Linked DNA regions of Mus musculus: region 2 is linked to region 1. The links are chromatin contacts, called in public HiChIP or PLAC-seq maps. All regions are on one chromosome and are shown on one strand. The core of a region is the stretch at or near the end of the contact, and the rest is flanking DNA. Distances in the headings are between cores, read along the strand shown. Region 1 has its middle 110 kb from the start of Gm46401. Region 2 has its middle 74 kb from the start of Pitrm1.

Evidence for each region. HiChIP or PLAC-seq counts read pairs in DNA pulled down with a chosen protein or histone mark.
Region 2: a contact with region 1 is called in an H3K27ac HiChIP or PLAC-seq map of embryonic fibroblasts, with 25 read pairs. The contact joins two enhancer-like sites. A contact is called at or near these places in 2 of 15 datasets of contacts at CTCF or cohesin (both in the NIH/3T3 cell line), 5 of 484 Hi-C or Micro-C datasets (3T3-L1-derived adipocytes, adipose-derived mesenchymal stem cells and embryonic fibroblasts) and 2 of 115 datasets of contacts at active chromatin or transcription factors (the NIH/3T3 cell line and embryonic fibroblasts).

What each region holds. Positions count from the first base shown.
Region 1 is chr13:6,027,751-6,031,078 of GRCm38.p6, reverse strand. No RefSeq gene overlaps it. Among named protein-coding and RNA genes, the nearest start is that of Gm46401, 110 kb to the right of the region's middle. Within about 2 kb of position 1,453, at least 67 of the 459 cell types and tissues checked have an H3K27ac peak or open chromatin away from gene starts, as enhancers often do. A contact at or near this core is called in the NIH/3T3 cell line and embryonic fibroblasts, where this site is marked.
Region 2 is chr13:6,472,591-6,475,947 of GRCm38.p6, reverse strand. No RefSeq gene overlaps it. Among named protein-coding and RNA genes, the nearest start is that of Pitrm1, 74 kb to the left of the region's middle. Within about 2 kb of position 1,952, at least 56 of the 459 cell types and tissues checked have an H3K27ac peak or open chromatin away from gene starts, as enhancers often do. A contact at or near this core is called in the NIH/3T3 cell line and embryonic fibroblasts, where this site is marked.

The sequences.
Region 1 (3,328 bases), core at 204-2,703:
CTCATTTTCTAGTCTCTGTAAACTCTCAGTTCAGGTGGGGAGGTAAAATTTATCAGCTCATTACTTGAACCATGCAAAGCCTCATTTTAGTTTATTGCAACCTTTATAGTGGTTGTTGAGTGACCTTAGGAAACAATTGACAATTGCAGAACTGGTTGATATCAGCATATCTGTGAACAATGGTGCTATTGATAACTATTAGAAATCAATAATTATTTCATAAAATATATTATAAAATAATATATTGAATTAAATGATCTTATGGGACAGGTACTTTGAAAATGTAAATTAGTGATTAAATTCATATAACTTCTTAGTACTAACAAAGTACATCAAGAGCTTCTTGAAACAAAGTGCATTTGTGAAGGATTACAGCATATCATGAATAAATTATCTAAAATTGGTGTTTGTCTGTCCTTTCTGGTGGGAACTCAGGGACCACTTTACAATAGGAATTATTGTAAGTTCGAGCTAGTCAATTGTCTAAGTTAACAAACATCCATACTATATTTATTTTGGGACCTTTGAAGGCCACATTGTAGGTGTAACCAGAAGTTCTGCAATATTTGTCTTTCTGCTTCGCAGTAAGGAAGCCTCTGGTTTGTAAGAAGCTGCATAGCTACCCCGATAAAGAGCACATTCACCAGTTCCCTATAGCCAGGTTTACACAGATGACTAAGTCCCACCTACTGGGTGGGTAGGAGTAAAATTACAGCTTCCAAAAAACTTCCTTAAATGGAAGAGACACCCTCTCCTTGCCCTCCCTCCTCCCAAATGGTGGAATAGGAGTGATGACAGAGGCTCATGGAATCTCCTTGACCTTATGGAAACCACATGTCAGGAGTCCAGAGAACTGCAGGACTGTAACAGACACTCATACCAATCTTGCAGTGATCAACCAGACCTTACTTTATGGTTGGCTGTTACTCTGAGGTTTTCTATTTTCTACTTTGGCATTCCAGGTAGTTGGAAGTTAATCTGATAACACAGCCTGTGATTGTCTAGGGAGAAGGAAGACAGGAGGGAAAAATATCGGAGGGAAAAGAAAAGAAAGAGAGAATGAGAAAGAAGAGGAGGAGGGGACAAAGGAGGAAAGGGTGGAAAGGAGAAAAGAAGGAGGAAGAGGATCAGCAGAGTAAGTAGGAAACAGAAAGAGGAAGAGAAAGAGAATGAGGAAGGAGGAAGGAGAGAAGTGGAAGGAACTGAATCGGAGATTAAAATAAATAAACAAAGCCAGCAGCCATTTCTCTCTTTATCCCTTAATGGCCAATATTAAAGAAGAGTTGGTGGGGTGCGATCCAGATGTTGAGCTCGATGACTGGCAGAAAGGGGCCACCCCTGTGTCACAACCTCCATCTGCAGACAATTAATAGCTGGCTGAAACAGGTAACCAAAGGCAGCTGCTTTGGAAAAGGCAGAGGCGAATTGCTTCCACAGTTGATGTCATAACCTAGCCGGCTGCTGAAGAGCAACACCGAGGATGGAAACTCTGACGGACTGGATGGACAGTGCCTCATGGATACCAAATGTTATTGTACATTATTACTCATTGGAATGGTTTGTGGCAAAGACAAATTCTTAGAAGCAACTGGCCATATAGTCTTGTAGTCTAATAACATATGTGTCAGCCAACAGACATATGCCTTAACAGCTTTTAATTATTTCTACTGTTTGCTTACTTCTTTGCATTAAACATGACTTTAGTCTTTTACATATTCATCTGAAATCTCCATTCTCTTACCTTGGTTATCACTTCTCTGTTAATTGCTGCCAAGTCTGTGGGGAAATTTTTTTTTGCAAAAACAATCAGCCTTTCTTCAGGCCGAACAGCTCCATTTACCTTGAACTTTTTTTTTTTTTCTCTTCTATTCATAGTTTCTGCAGATCTCTTTCCTGGCAAGAGCGAAGTTTCGACTGCTTCTGCACCAACTTGTCAGTTAACTCTATAGCTCAAGTGTAACCCTGTTTTACAATGATTGCCCTGGCAGCTTGGCAGTTTCACTCACAGGTGTGTCTCAAGGGCAAAGTCATCCCTGGTGTTCTAGGTTTAACCCTGTTAATCCTATATAAGATTATGCAAAGGGGTTGTGCTGGGCGTGCTATTGCTCTTGCTTGGATTTAATACAAATAGCCTGCCATTGAAGAGGAACAAAGGGATTTTTGATGTGGCTCATCATTGATCCTCATTGGGATAAGGCAAGGCACAAACTCTGAAGCTACTCTAAGTACAAACATTTTCTCCCTCCCCTTTCCTGCTCTCTTCTCTCTCTCACCACTTCTACTGTGTGTGTGTGTGTGTGTGTGTGTGTGTGTGTGTGTGTGTGTGTGTTTGCAAGGGTGTGAGCATTAAGTGTAGAGCCAAAGGTTGGCAGTAGATATATTCCCCGAGTGTTCTTTGCCTTGAGGTCTCTAACTGACCCTGAATCTCACTGCCTCAGCTGGACTGAGTGGTCAGCTAGCTCCAGCAATTGTCCTGTGTCTGCTGCACTCTAACACCGTCATTACTGAAACATGGCACCATGCCCAATCTTTCATATGGGTGCTGGGGTATCTGTACGAATGCCCTCATATCTGTGTGATGTGACAGGCACATTTCCAGCTGAAGCCTTTCCCCATCTCTGGAAATGTCTCTACTTGATACTCCCCATGAAGCAAAGAGACTTAAACAGGGAAGGAAAAACAATCTTAGATAATAATTTGACTGAAACTCTCAGGCGTACCTTACAACGTGTTCTTTGTATGTTCTCATCAATCATGGATATGTCATTACCCTTGGAAATTAATAGCATGGGTTCCATTCACTCTTAGACTAATCCTGTGACAAAACTGTTATGACTCATTAAAAAAATTAAAACCCCATGCACAACCCAAAATACCCATAAATAATTTAGAATAATCATGTGATGGACAATGCAGACATATGGAGAATCATGTACTTTTTATAAGATAGGCTCAGGAATGCACCAAAAGCCAAGATGATGGACGATTCAGGCTCCTTTGAGAGCTCTGTGCTTTGTGACTCCAGCAAGAATGGCAGGCAAGCTGCCAACTAGACAAGGAGTTAGCAATCAGTCGTATATTCTTTGAAGTGTGTCAAATGCTGCTTCCCACCCAGGCACATCTTTTTCCACCTGGTGAGTGGATGTCTTATTTCCATCTCCTTTCTGCAAACAACTCAGCAATTCTGAGCCCCAACACAGGATGCTTGACCACATTCATCCACATCCATCCACACCTGCTTTCCCTCTGCCCAAATCCCTCAACTCTGCCTAGCTTCCGTCTTTCTCATGTCTCTTATCCACGAGAGCACAGTGATCTTGCACTGGGC
Region 2 (3,357 bases), core at 703-3,202, 440 kb before region 1:
GGATGCTGAGCAGATGGGTCCAGCCAAAGGATGTTGCATCAAACAATTTGTGGGTGAGGACAGCAAAGAATAGGATATTGGATCTCTCCTAAAACATGACTATTGAAAATAAATTCATTATCACAAAATGACAAGACGTTCTGGTACTGTGTTAAGCCATATTGGGCCTTGAGGCACAGAAGAAAACAAGGGGAAGGATCGTAATAGTGACGTCTTAAAAGTTTTACCATCTTGTTTGTCATAGGTTTGCACAGAATCTGATTATTTTAGCACTGCACGAGGAGGCTGTGTTTCTTCCTGATTGAGGTCTCAGCCTGGAACAGGGGATCCCATCTGGCTTCTTCATTTCACTTTTCAGGTCTCCCTTTCCCCTCAGGAACTGAATCCCCTCCACTGTTCCTAGCAACAGTAGTAAGCTGTGGAGTTGAAGCTGGCTCCGGAAGTTTCATTTGGATGTGGCTAGGGGAAAAACAGGCAGAAGGTCATCACAGAAATCATCATTTGTCCTTTCGTTTGATCATTTCTTTCTCCAGAACTGATCTAAGTTGATGCTTAGCCAGGATATGGTCTGGAGACCCATAAAGATACCAGGTCTTTGTGCTTGGTGTTGTCACATGCCCGTCTAGAGGCCATGTTTTCAGTCTACCCGAGCCTCCCCGGTACTTCCCAAAACCACGTCAATGCTTTCCCAGATGCCTTCTTTCCTTCCTTCCAATTTAGCCTTGGCTAACTGAGGCACGGAGAACAGTGCAGCTTTTTACAAAGATCTGGTTGAAGATGGGCATGGTAGGCACACCTGCAGTGCCAGCACTCAGGAGGCAAGGACAGGGGGAATCAGGAGTTCATGGCTATCCTCAGACATGTAACGAGTTTGAAGCTAGCTTGTATCATATGAATCCCCGTCTTCAAAAAACAGGAAAATGGACGGTGTGGAGATAGTCCATCAGGGCTATAACGATACCTCAGAAAGTAATATGCTGGCCATGCTTATGTGAGGACCCTAGTTCAATCCCCAACACCAGCATGAATAAAAACCAGCAGGGAGATGTGTACTTGAAATGCCCAGTGTCAGAGTGTGGAGATAGGTTGGTCTCCGAGGCTCACTGGGTAAGCAACTTAACTGGGGAGTCCTAGGGAAGACATCATGTCTCAAATTCCAGGATGGCTGGATCCTGAAAAAGAACACTGAAGATTGCTTTCAGGCCTCCATGCACATGTACATCTGACTTTGCTCCACATAGGTGACCAAAAAACCCAAAACAAAACAAATACCCAAAAATCAACAACAAAAACAAATACCCCACAGCAAATAAAACAACAACAAAACAAAAACAAAAAACAAAAACCTTAAAAAAATAAAACCCCAAAACCCCCAAAATCCAATAACAAACAAAAATCCAACAAAAACAAATACCAGGCTGACCTGCTGCTCTGAATAGCTAACATGCTGGTCTCTTAATCTCAGAGGCCATCCTGTTGTCCTTGTCATCTGGCTTCTGATGGGCTCTACTTGGCTTGTAGCCACATCATCCCTGCTAAGGTCAAAGGTTGCCAGTAGAAATTAGAGCAGAAACAGGCCAAGCTTTCTGTGGCCTGCAGGGGCTGAGCTGGGCCCTAGGCACCAGAACACAAACTATATTGAAACCCAGAAGGATATCTAGATCGTACCTGGGAACTTAGTGGAGAGAGAGAGAGAGAGAGAGAGAGAGAGAGAGAGAGAGAGAGAGAGAGATTGATTCAGGCCCTTAGGTCCAGAACCTGCCTCCCCGCTGAAGCAGGGAAGCCAGAGAGAAGACACAGATGAGAAAGGAGAGGAGTGTGGAGTTCAATGGATTATCCCAGAAGGACTTGGGCTTGGTCCAAGCCTAGCATTTGAAAGGGGGACAGAATGAAGGCTCTCTCCCTCTTGAGACTGGGAACACATGTTCTGTGATTCAAAGGGCAGAGCCTCAGCCCATGGCTCATGAGTTATTCATGAGCCGTCCCACTTCTAGGTTTGAGGGATGGTTATTTATAGCACATAATCCTTTTTACAAAATGACACTACCCAGGCTGCAGGCTGAATTACATTTTAAGGCAAGTGTCCTGGACTGGATGGAGATCCTGTTGGTAATACAGAACATACATAATGCGGGCTCGAAGAGGAGTATGTATAACTCGTATTTTTACCACGCGTCTTTACAATAGAATAGGCTTTTGACAGCCATTCCCAGTGGTGACTATGGCTAAGAACAGAGCGGCATGACATCTATTTATATCAATTTTAAAACAGCAGGGGAAAAAAAAACCCCTCAAGCCCTTTTATTCCCACTGAGCAGCGGCTGCATGATGCATGCTGTTGCCCAAGGCTCTGATTTCCTGGCATTCTTCTGTCTTGATTGTCTACATATTTCCCTGCCCACGTGTGCACTGGACAGCCTCTACACAGCTGAGGACAAATAAGGTATATTGCATGTAGCCGGGTCAGGTCTTTTTCTATGACACATAGCCTCCAGGTTTCCACGTACATCCACATTTCATGCAGATGCAAGGGCTTATCTCTGGTGAATAATGAAGAGATAAATGTAAGAACAGTATTGGCAAGGGGCTCTACAAAGGGCAGGGGACATTCCTAGGCGAAGGGTAAACAGTGAGATCCAATGAGGACACTCTCACCTCAGAAAGAATCACTGGAGGCAGTGAGTTCTTGGGCTTAGGAAATGGAGATTAATTGGTAGAACATGCCTAGCTAGCATGCATCCCACTTGACGATATACGTCCACAATGCCAACATGTGCAATATGTAGACAGGAGGATCAGAAGTCCACTGTTATTCTTAGCTACATATCGAGGTCAATGCACACCTATGCTACACAAGACCTAGTATTAAAAAATGGATACAGACCATACTGTGCTCTCCTGTTCTAGCATTAAAAAAGAATTCCTCTGCTCCAAAGACAGTCTCTCATCAGGCAAGATGGTGATATCTTAGTTCCACAATGCAAAATCACCCACTGCACTATCATCATCTTGCATTTTTGAAAGATTTATTTGTTTTTACCCTATGTGTGCTGGTGTTTTGCCTTCACGTGTGTCTGTGCACCTTGTGCATGCAGCACCCAAAGTTGCCAGAACTAAAGTTGTGAGTCACCGTGTGGGTGCTCAGAATTGAACCCAGGTCCTCAGAAGGAGTAAGTAGCCAGCGCTCTCAACCACTGAGCCATTCCTCCAACCTCATAACTGTGATTTTAGTGAGAGATTAAGGAGAAAGGGATCAATCCAACCAACAGAAGAGTATGCACACATGTTTATTAATGATTCACTTATAATCCACATCTTTGCGGTCTGTGTTTGTGCGGGGAACATGCACATGACTCT